Linked DNA regions of Mus musculus: all the other regions are linked to region 1. Evidence: chromatin contacts called from public Hi-C data. All regions are on one chromosome and are shown on one strand. The core of a region is the stretch at or near the end of the contact, and the rest is flanking DNA. Distances in the headings are between cores, read along the strand shown. Region 1 has its middle 16 kb from the start of Gm13021. Region 2 overlaps Arhgef10l (Rho guanine nucleotide exchange factor (GEF) 10-like). Region 3 has its middle 37 kb from the start of Gm33895.

What was found. Hi-C and Micro-C count contacts between places; a contact is called where the count stands out from the background.
Region 2: a contact with region 1 is called in a Hi-C map of the N1E-115 cell line, with 4 times the contacts expected there. The contact joins two enhancer-like sites. A contact is called at or near these places in 5 of 484 Hi-C or Micro-C datasets (the N1E-115 cell line, cerebellar granule neurons, liver and 2 more) and 1 of 115 datasets of contacts at active chromatin or transcription factors (embryonic stem cells).
Region 3: a Hi-C map of the N1E-115 cell line shows a contact between it and region 1, with 2.6 times the contacts expected there. The contact joins two enhancer-like sites. A contact is called at or near these places in 3 of 484 Hi-C or Micro-C datasets (the AML12 cell line, the N1E-115 cell line and nephron progenitors), 3 of 115 datasets of contacts at active chromatin or transcription factors (double positive thymocytes and embryonic stem cells) and 1 of 9 other capture datasets (embryonic stem cells).

Annotation. Positions count from the first base shown.
Region 1 is chr4:140,405,112-140,408,278 of GRCm38.p6, reverse strand. No RefSeq gene overlaps it. Among named protein-coding and RNA genes, the nearest start is that of Gm13021, 16 kb to the left of the region's middle. Within about 2 kb of position 1,823, at least 54 of the 459 cell types and tissues checked have an H3K27ac peak or open chromatin away from gene starts, as enhancers often do. A contact at or near this core is called in the N1E-115 cell line, where this site is marked.
Region 2 is chr4:140,530,825-140,533,881 of GRCm38.p6, reverse strand. The region is part of intron 26 of Arhgef10l (Rho guanine nucleotide exchange factor (GEF) 10-like); the gene reads left to right. Among named protein-coding and RNA genes, the nearest start is that of Gm42335, 73 kb to the left of the region's middle. Within about 2 kb of position 1,416, at least 49 of the 459 cell types and tissues checked have an H3K27ac peak or open chromatin away from gene starts, as enhancers often do. A contact at or near this core is called in the N1E-115 cell line, where this site is marked.
Region 3 is chr4:140,284,944-140,287,920 of GRCm38.p6, reverse strand. No RefSeq gene overlaps it. Among named protein-coding and RNA genes, the nearest start is that of Gm33895, 37 kb to the left of the region's middle. Within about 2 kb of position 1,715, at least 28 of the 459 cell types and tissues checked have an H3K27ac peak or open chromatin away from gene starts, as enhancers often do. A contact at or near this core is called in the N1E-115 cell line, where this site is marked.

The DNA of each region.
Region 1 (3,167 bases), core at 574-3,073:
GCTGCCCCGAGCGTTTGAGGGGCTTTAGCACTGGTGACCTTTCCAGTCAGCTTAGGGGTGACCTGTAGCCCCCACGCCCTCTCCCTTAGGCTGCAAGTCACAGGTCCATGTCACATTCATATAGTGACAAGGTCGTGAGAACAAGAACCCCACCAGTGCATGTCACCACCAGGGCAGTGAATGTCACTGAATGTCTGCCACTGCTCTGCTCAGTGACCCTCTCTGGAGCTCTCTGAGAGGTAGATGACATCATCCCCACACAGAGAAGAAAAGCAAGAGCCGGGAGATGACGCCATCACTGCTGGGGTTGGCATGCAAATGGTAATCCTTGGGGACTTTCTTTGCACAAAACTTGCTTCAATGTGGGAGCATCTCCTGTTTCCCAGGTTGGCTTCAAATACCCTGTGAAGCTGAGGATACCCTTGAACTTCTGGCTCTATTGGCTTTACCTCCTCACGGCTGGAATTCTAGAGCCTGGATTCAGAAGACGCTAGGGATGGAGACCAGGGCTTTCTGCATGCTACAGAGATCCTCCACCACCCGAGACACATCCTCCGCCTTGGAAACGGATTTGAGCTTGAGTCTACAGGTCTTACAGCTTGTGGAATTAGATGCCTTCGTCCCAATGTAGGGGAGTAAACCTCGAATTCTCAGAGATACCCAGACAGAAACCTAGGTGGCCAGCTTCCGGAGATGCTGGGGCAGGCCTCTGGGGAGGCAGAGGCTGGCAGCTGAGCCAGTTCCTCCCAAAGCCTCCTACCAGTTATGGGGAGTTTCGTAGTCCCTGTTCTATTGCTGTGAAGAGACACCATGACCATGGAAACTCTTACAAAGGAAAGTACTTAACTGGGGCTGGCTGACAGTTTCAGAGGTTAAGGGTCATGGTTATCATGGTGGGAGTACGGCAGTTTGCAGGCAGACATGGTGCTGGAGGGTAGGTGAGAGTTCTACACCAAGATCCGCAGGTCACAGGAAGAGAGAGACACAGGGCTTGGTGTGGACTTCTGAAACTTCGAAGCCCGCCCCAAGTGACACACTCCCTCCAACAAGGCCACTAATCTAATCTTCTAATCTTCTAATCTTTTCAAACAGTGCCACTCCCTAGTGGCCAAGCATTTAAATCTATGAGCCAATGGGTGCCTTTCTCATTCAACCCCCCACAGGGAGGCCAAGGGTCACATTCAAGGTCAGCTGCTCGGTCCAAACAAGGTCACACTTTGAGTGAAACTTTTTGGCTCCCCAGGTTTAATAACTACAGTGTGCCCCTTCTGGAAGGTTCCCCGTGGACCTGTAGTGTAACTTCTCTGTTCTGTGGAGGTGACAGGTGACAGAGGTCCACAGAGGTTGCCACTCCAGACTCCTCCATGCAGGGATTGGACTTGGGTCTTAGGTGGATGGAGCTCTGGGCTGACTCCCTCAGCTGCAGAGCCAGAAGGGAGTTAACAAGAGGAGTGGTGGCCCCCTCCCCCCTCCCCTGCTCAGTTTCTCACTTAGAAATGCAAATGGGGTGAGGCTCTGCTCAGAGCATTCTCCTCTTCACACCACACAGATTATCCCCTTTCCCCCAACCCCCTCTGCCAAGGAGATTGTCTAAGATTGTTTGTGTTACAAAAACCCAGAGGGGATTGAGCCATTTGGTGGACCCGTCCTACCAAACTAGGCCTCTGGGAGGAGGCTGCTTCAACAAGGAGGGATGTCCTTAGCCACCTTCTTCCGGCAGGAGGGGCTAGAGGTCCAGCGGTTCTGGGGACACAGCCTGGGCCCTCTCTGTCTTCTCCCTGTAGAGGGCCAGGGAGTTGGAGAAAAGCAGGCCTGGCTCTGGGAAGGCAGCCGGCAGGCCACACTGCCTGAGCCCATTTCCTGTCACATTAGGAGACAAGGGCTGGGCTCCAGTTTCCAGCAGCTGGTGAGCGCTTCCTGTCCCATTCCCCTCCCCTTCCCTTCCCCTTCCCCCTTCTCTCCCCCTCCCCTCCCCCTCCCCTCCCCTTCACTCCCCTCCCTTCCCCCTCCCCTCAGCAAGTCAATCAGTGATCTCTGGTGGAGCAGCTGTCTTCCAGTCAGGACAGGCTGGGGGAGAAGAGAGGCTGAGGTCAGGACAGTGCTCATTGTACAAGCTCGAGCACCTCAGTTCATCCCCAGAGCACACCTGAACACTTGCTCATATCCCAGAGCTGAGGAACCAGAGGAGGGGCAGACCCCTGGGACTCACTGGACAGCCCTTACCCAAGTTGGCAAGTCAGGTACCAGGGAGACAGTCTCCCGAAAGGAGGTAGACTCCTGAGGAAGGAGCCTGGTCTGGACCTCTGGCTAACACATTCATAGATACACACCAGCACACACACACACACACACACACACACACACACACACACACACACACTCACACATCAACACATGGATGCGTATCAACACACACACACATACACTCATGCATATATACAAACACACACACACCCCAACACCCTAAGAAAGGGAACCTGAGCCGCAGGGAGGTGAAGGGTCAGTTTGAATCGCATCAAGTTGCTGTTTTTTTTATACAACAGCAACCAAGATGGCTGCGGGTTAGTTCATCAGGAGAACACACACTTTCACTCACAGCCTTTGTGTGTGCACAGCAAAGCCACCCACAGAGCACGAGTTGAGTCCATACCTCACCCTAGCCACATCCTTTTAGCTGAGTCATTATCGTCTTCTGTGTGGACGAGGAGGGTACAGCATCGATTAATCAGCTATATCTTCTCAGTTCAGATGTCTCCACAGCAGGCACCCAGGCTCAGTTATCTGTGACAGCTAGAATTCCTGGCAAGAACCTGTTGTCTAAAAAAGCCGAGTGACTGGCTAGAATCCGAACAATCTGGAGAGGTTGGAATGTTGCAGGTTAAGAGCCATTATCTTGGAATAGCTTAGGCCCCTTAATAGGCATGTATGGCTTCTGGTGTACAAGACCTGACATCTTTTATGACTGTTAGGAAAAATCCTTTGGAATGTATGAAGAGACCCCTGGTTCTCACCAGAGGACTGTGACTATGTCAGACAGCATTTAAAGTCGATAACTGAGTCTCCCAATGTTTCAGTAACTCACCTACCTAAGGTACCAACCAATGTGTGCAAAGTGTGTTGTTTTATGGCTTGCTTTCTTCTGTGACTATAAACATTTATGAAACTGC
Region 2 (3,057 bases), core at 167-2,666, 130 kb before region 1:
CCAGGGCTCCAGGGACCTCCTGGCTCCTGAGAGGCTGTCATGATTTGAGATTAGTGCTGGACCAGCTGCTCTTAAGGCAGGGTCAGCATGCTGACCTTTCACCTCCTCTGGACCCCTGGCCAGGAGGTCCCCGCCGCAGGGGCTGGAGAGCCAGAGGGAGAGCATTCCTGGGCAGCTGGGAGGCTTCTCTGCAGATGGGTGGCATCTCGCTTGTCCCTGCGTACCGCATGCACAGTAGTGGCTCAGTTACAAGGTCGCACCATGTATATTTAATAGTGCCTGGATGGAGGGGAGCCGCCCACCCCAGCATTGTATTTTGGAGCCAGCTCCATCTGGCTGCTGCTAATGACCGCAGACTCAGCCCTGGGCTAGCTGGCGCCAGGCTTGCCCATGGGTCCCTGGTGGGACTAGCCAGTCCTGTGGAGCCTCCAGAGTGTGCATTCATCCTATATATGGTTGTGCTGAGCCTGAATTCTGCACCAGCAGGGTCTTTAATATCTCCACACAGTGCAGGCTTCCAGGAGAGCCTTCTGTGTCACCTGCCTCATGCAAGCTCCCCCAGGCTTCAGGAGGACTGCGGGGAGTGGGCAGCCAGCTAGTGGGTGTCACAGCCAGGAGACCTGGCTGTGTGATTCTTGGTTCTCCATGGCTGGGGCATGAGGTGAAGACACCAGGGTTCATCTTGCTGTCTCCATCCCCAGGAAGTGACAATGGACTTTGTTGGACCCAGCCTGAACTTATGTATTTTACATATATAAACTCATTTCCTCTTTAAGCCACCCTCTGAGAAGAGTGCTGTTCCCTCTTAAAAGATGTGAGAACAGGCACAGAGAGGTTAAGTAACTTACCCGAGGTTACACAGCTGGAGAGAGGCAGAGTCAGGGTCTGAACACAGGCCTCATGGGTCTTAATTCCCAGGCTGCCTGTCTCAACCAAAAGGAGGTTCTATCTCCTTTGGGAGGCACCCGCGTATCACTCTGGGGGGATCAGATTCTGTGCCTGCATCTTCCAGGTCAAGAATTGCACCTTGGTCACCCTGTGTCTGGTTCGTTGGTTGTGACAGCAGATGCTCATTAGTGGACAGGTCCTAGTGAGCAGGTGTTGGGTGCAGAGTATGTCACCCATCTCCGTGTCCTCAGTGTAAGGCACTCAGGGGACCAAGATGACCGAGACCTGGCCTCTGCCCTTCAGGAGTTCAGACTCTGCTGTGGAGAGAGACCAGAGGTATGGTGTAAACTGACATGGTGAGGTCATGGCAGGGCAGTGGGGGCCAATGTGGGAAAGAGGCCTCTGAATTCAGGTCGTTTCCATCGCCCACTTGGCTGGGTTCCTGCCTCCACCCTGACCTTGCTCGGTTCAGGCCCCGTGGAGCTGGGCCACTGCTGCCTCGGGCTTTTACGCCTACCAGCAATTGCGTTCGGCTCCTTGATCCCAGCAGAGGCAGAAAGCAAGGCCTGTTAAATAATAATGTGGCTCGCCAGGGCCTGTGTCAACACGGCGTTCTCTGTGTTCATTATCTGCATCGTCACCTTCAAAGTCTAATCCAGTCAGTCTGGAGTTCACTCGGAGCTGTCGCTGGAGGGAGAGCCCGCTGTGGGGTGATGTTGCATCTTAATTAAAAAAAAAAAAGCCCGACTGGGGACAGCAGGCCTGGGGCATGCTGGGTGTGCTCTCCTGGGATGAGGTGGGGTATCGGGCAAGCCTGCATGGCCTGGGGTCTCTGCCTCCTGCTCATGGGACAGGGAGGGCAGTGGAGTCAGGGCGGGGCTACGGATGTCCTTGAGTTGTTAGATCTGTATATTGCTGCTGAGAGATGAAACCAGCTTGGTGTGTGGATGGGTATCAGTCGGGAGCAAGCCCTCTTTTCCTGTTGTATTTTAAAAGGTTTTCAATTATGTGTATGCACGTGTGTCTTTTGTACGGGTATGTAACATGGGTGTGGGTGCCCGTGGAGGCTAGAAGACCCCCTGGAGCTGGACTTAAGGCTGTGGTGAGGGGTTTGACATGAGTGCTGGGAATTGAACTTGGGACCTCTGAAAGAGCAGCAGGTCCTTCTCCTCCTCTTCCTTCTCTTCTCCTCCTCTTCCTTTCCCTTCTCCTTCTCTTCCCCTCCTCTTCTTCCTTATCTTCCTTTCCTTCCTCCCCCTCCTCTTTCCTTCTTTCTCTTCCTCTTCTTCCTTTCCCTCCCCCCTCCATTGCCTCCTCTTCCTCCTCTTCCCCCATTCTTCTTTTTAAATTTTATTATCATTACCAGGCCAGGGGCATGCGCCACAGTGTGTGTGTGGAGGTCAGAGAATACTTCCATGCAGTCAGTTCTCTACTCACTCTGTGAGTCTCAGAGTTTAAAATCAGGTCATCGGGCATGTATAGTGAGTGCTTTCTCTGAGCTATCTTGCTGGCCCCATGCTTTTCTTTTTGTTTTCTTTTTCAAAGTTTACCTGCCCACCTACCCACTTACCCTGTGTTGGCCTTGGAACAGGACTGCTCCTCCCCACAGCCCGGCTCCTGCTCCTCCCTACAGTCTGGCTCCTTCCACAACCCGACCCCTCCCTACAGTTCCGGCTCTTCCCACAGCCCGACCCCTCCCTACAGTTCGGCTCCTCCCACAGCCTGACCCCTCCCTACAGTTAGGCTCCTCCCACAACCCGGCTCCTCCCATAGCCTGACTCCTCCTCACAGCCCGACTCCTCCCTATAGTCTGGCTCCTCCCACTGCCTGCCTTTGCCCTCTGCTCTCCTCTCTCTTAGGAACACATCCCCACACTGCTCCATCTCTGTCGCTCAGTTTTGGACTTTACCATCACCTCCCTGGAAGGCCACTCTACCCTGTAACAGCTCCAGCCAAGTCGCTTCTACCCTAGTCACAGCTTAACATGTCACCAGGCTGTGTGGCCACATGAGTATTAGTCACTCTCTGAAAACATCTCCTTGATGGCTGTCACTGGGGCCACTAGAACATAGGCCCTATGGTTACAGGCACAGCAAGCTCAGAGGCTCATGGCTTCATGGAGGGGCTCCCGAGGGCAGGTGCAGCTTGCAGGCCAGTGTGATGCGGCTG
Region 3 (2,977 bases), core at 466-2,965, 120 kb after region 1:
TAAGCAAATGCAGCTCGCATGCTCATTACGGGACAGTTTTCCTAACTATACGGTGATTTCATTAAGGTCTTCCTCAGTTCCTTACCACGCGCAGATCCACATACCTTCCTTTTGGGAGAAACAGTAGTCAAAAACTCCTCCAAGGGGGATTCTCCCTTCAGACTGGGTGTGGGTGTGGGGAACAGGTTAGGGTAGGGATGACCAGTATCCCTTGGGGGACACTTTTAAGCTGTTGATTTGTCCTGCTTCTACCTCCAGACATGTCTTTATTAGGGAAGGGAATCTATCACTAACAAGGAGTAACAGTGCCCCAGAGCTTGGGCATGCAGTTAGAAATGACTGACAAGGTACACCTCTTCCAGCTCACCTTGTATGCCTCCACAGACAGGGAACTCATTCCCTCCAGTGAAAACCCATTTCTGAGCTGTCCTGGGGTATCTTTTGATAGCTGACAAGGTAACTTCAGCTTATGGGACTCACTTCAGCTCCTGGATATCTTACAACCAAGCCTAATGCTTCCAGTCCATGTCAGCTGACAGGACTTGAGAGGTATGTGTGTGTGTGGGGGGGGTGGTCTTCAGAGTCCAAGCTTTCCCTATTGTATAATGAGGCCATAGGCACTGCAGTCCTGGGGCAGATGTCTGACCTCACAGCAGCAGGATCTGATGTTGGATTTGGCTCCAATGCCTCCCTGTTGGCTGCTTTGGTCACCCCAGGATAGACATGGGTCTAGCCATGCCTTTGCCCCTTGACTACAACTTGTTCTGGTGCCTGCAACAATCCTGACTTAAACTTGGGAAGCTGGGTGCTAGGTTCCATCTGTCTGGCTCGGTGGCTGACAGATGTAGCTTAGCACATGGCTGGTGGCCCTGGGGGCCCGAGTTCTCCCATGTCAGTAACTCCTAGATTTACTGAGCTATGAAAGGGAGCTGGCAGGGCGGTGCATGCCTGTAATCTGAACACCTGAGAGACATAGGCAAGAAGTTGAGAAGCTAAATAGCTACATGGAAAGACAAGGCTGGTTTGTGCTACATGAGACCCAGGGTGACTAAACAGCCATGTATTGTTCTTAAATACAAACAAGTAGTTTTAAAAACACGGACAGGGATTGCTATTCCTGCATTTGTTTTCCCCTCCCACTGAAGTCAGGCTGGGTACTCAATGTCTCTTCCAAGGCCCTCAAGGCATCACTCTGTGGGTACCAGAGGAGCCTGGTGAAGCAGAAAGACAGGGGATGTGGAGGTAAATAATTACCTAGAATCTACCTCCTCTCCTCCAGTTGTGTGGCCGACTCTAAGCTCCTCCGCTGGGCCTCAGTCTCCACATTTGTAAATGACAGGTAAAGACACCACACCCCAAAGGATCGCATGGGGTTTTTATTTTTAGTTACTTTTTGTTGTTGTTTTGAGACAGTGTAGCTCAAGCTGGCCTTTAACTCTCTATGTTGCCCAAGCTGGTGGGCTCACAGTGGTCCTCTTACCTCAGCCCCTCTCAAGTGCTGAGATTACAGACGTGGACTCCAGGCCCCTCTTGACTCTTAAACTCTTTAATCTGGAAATGCAGAGGACCACATGTGGCCAGCATGCTGTCCAGGTCATGGTAAACTCTAGAAGCCTTGGCCTTCCTCATCTCACCCCCTGTACATCCATCCTGGTCCTCCCCAAATTCCTCCATATCTCAGTTTTCTCTGGCTCCCTCTTAGATCACGATGTTACCATGGCAACATCATCCACAGACAGTGAGGCGCCTGGTCTCTGCTCACCCAGCCCCATCCCTCTTTGTCCATTTCCATCCTGGTAGCTGCCAAGGCAACAGATCATATGAGATGCAACTGGCCTCTCATCTGAGGGCAGCGCCCTCTGCCTGGAGGTCTGAGGGTTTAGGATTCAGCAGGCACCACGGGCTTTTCTCAGCCTGACCCTCTCTGAAGATATAGTCTACAGCAACCCAGACAAAGCACCATTATGGAACTAAAAGCTGAAACAGGCTGCCTCATCCCTCTGGAGGCAGACACTTGAGAGGGAGGTGTTGAGCCATAAGACTGGCTCCGGCTGAGACCATGAACCTGCTGCAGCCTCTCTCCTGTGGTAGCTTGTTTGCAGTGTCTGACTCCATTGGTTTCCTGATGTCTGCTCTCATCTTTGCCTGGTATTCACTCAGACTAGGGGCTGCCTTCTGTGTATCTGACTGTCCCATTTTACTAAAGGCACTGAACAAACTGAGACTGTGGCTTAGTTCAATGGCATTTTAACATGATTATTTTCATTAAGACCTGGTTTCCAGTCATAAGGAGGTAGCTCTGTCAGTAGAGCACTTGCCTCCAGAGCAGAAGGGCCTGTTAATCCACAGAACCCATGTTAAAAATAAGTTGGATTGTAAGCTCATCCAACTTATTGTAATGATGGCTCTTGGGAAAAGGAGACAAGAAACCATATACCCCCCCCCCACACACACACATACACACATGCACATATACACACATGCACAAACACATCGGAATGGTGGCTGGGGTAAGGCTGGGTATAATCCAACTTCTACCACTAGCTGTGTGGCCTTGAGAAAATTATGTCACCTCTCTGAGCACCAGAAATGCTTTGCTTGCAAATGAGGATCAAAATAGCAACATCCCCTCGAGGTTCTTGCAGAAATTCCAAGTGACAAAGGGCATTGCCTGTCAATGGCTCCAGAGTTGATGTGGCAAAGTGACACGTGCCTTCTACATCATGGAACCATGGCATGGAGTATTGCTGCCACCAATTTATACACAAGCATATTTGTGCTGTGAGCCTGGTATGATTCCCCAAGGCATGGTGGGGCTTGGACTTAGCAGTCAAGCAGCAAGTATATGCCTAGCCGTGGAGCCCCTCCTAGGGGAATCAATGTCTTTTCTCCACTGTGCACATCTACAGATCCTTCAAGCCCAAGATGCTGGTCTCTTCAATCATAGCATTCTGAAGGAGACCTCACACACTCCTAC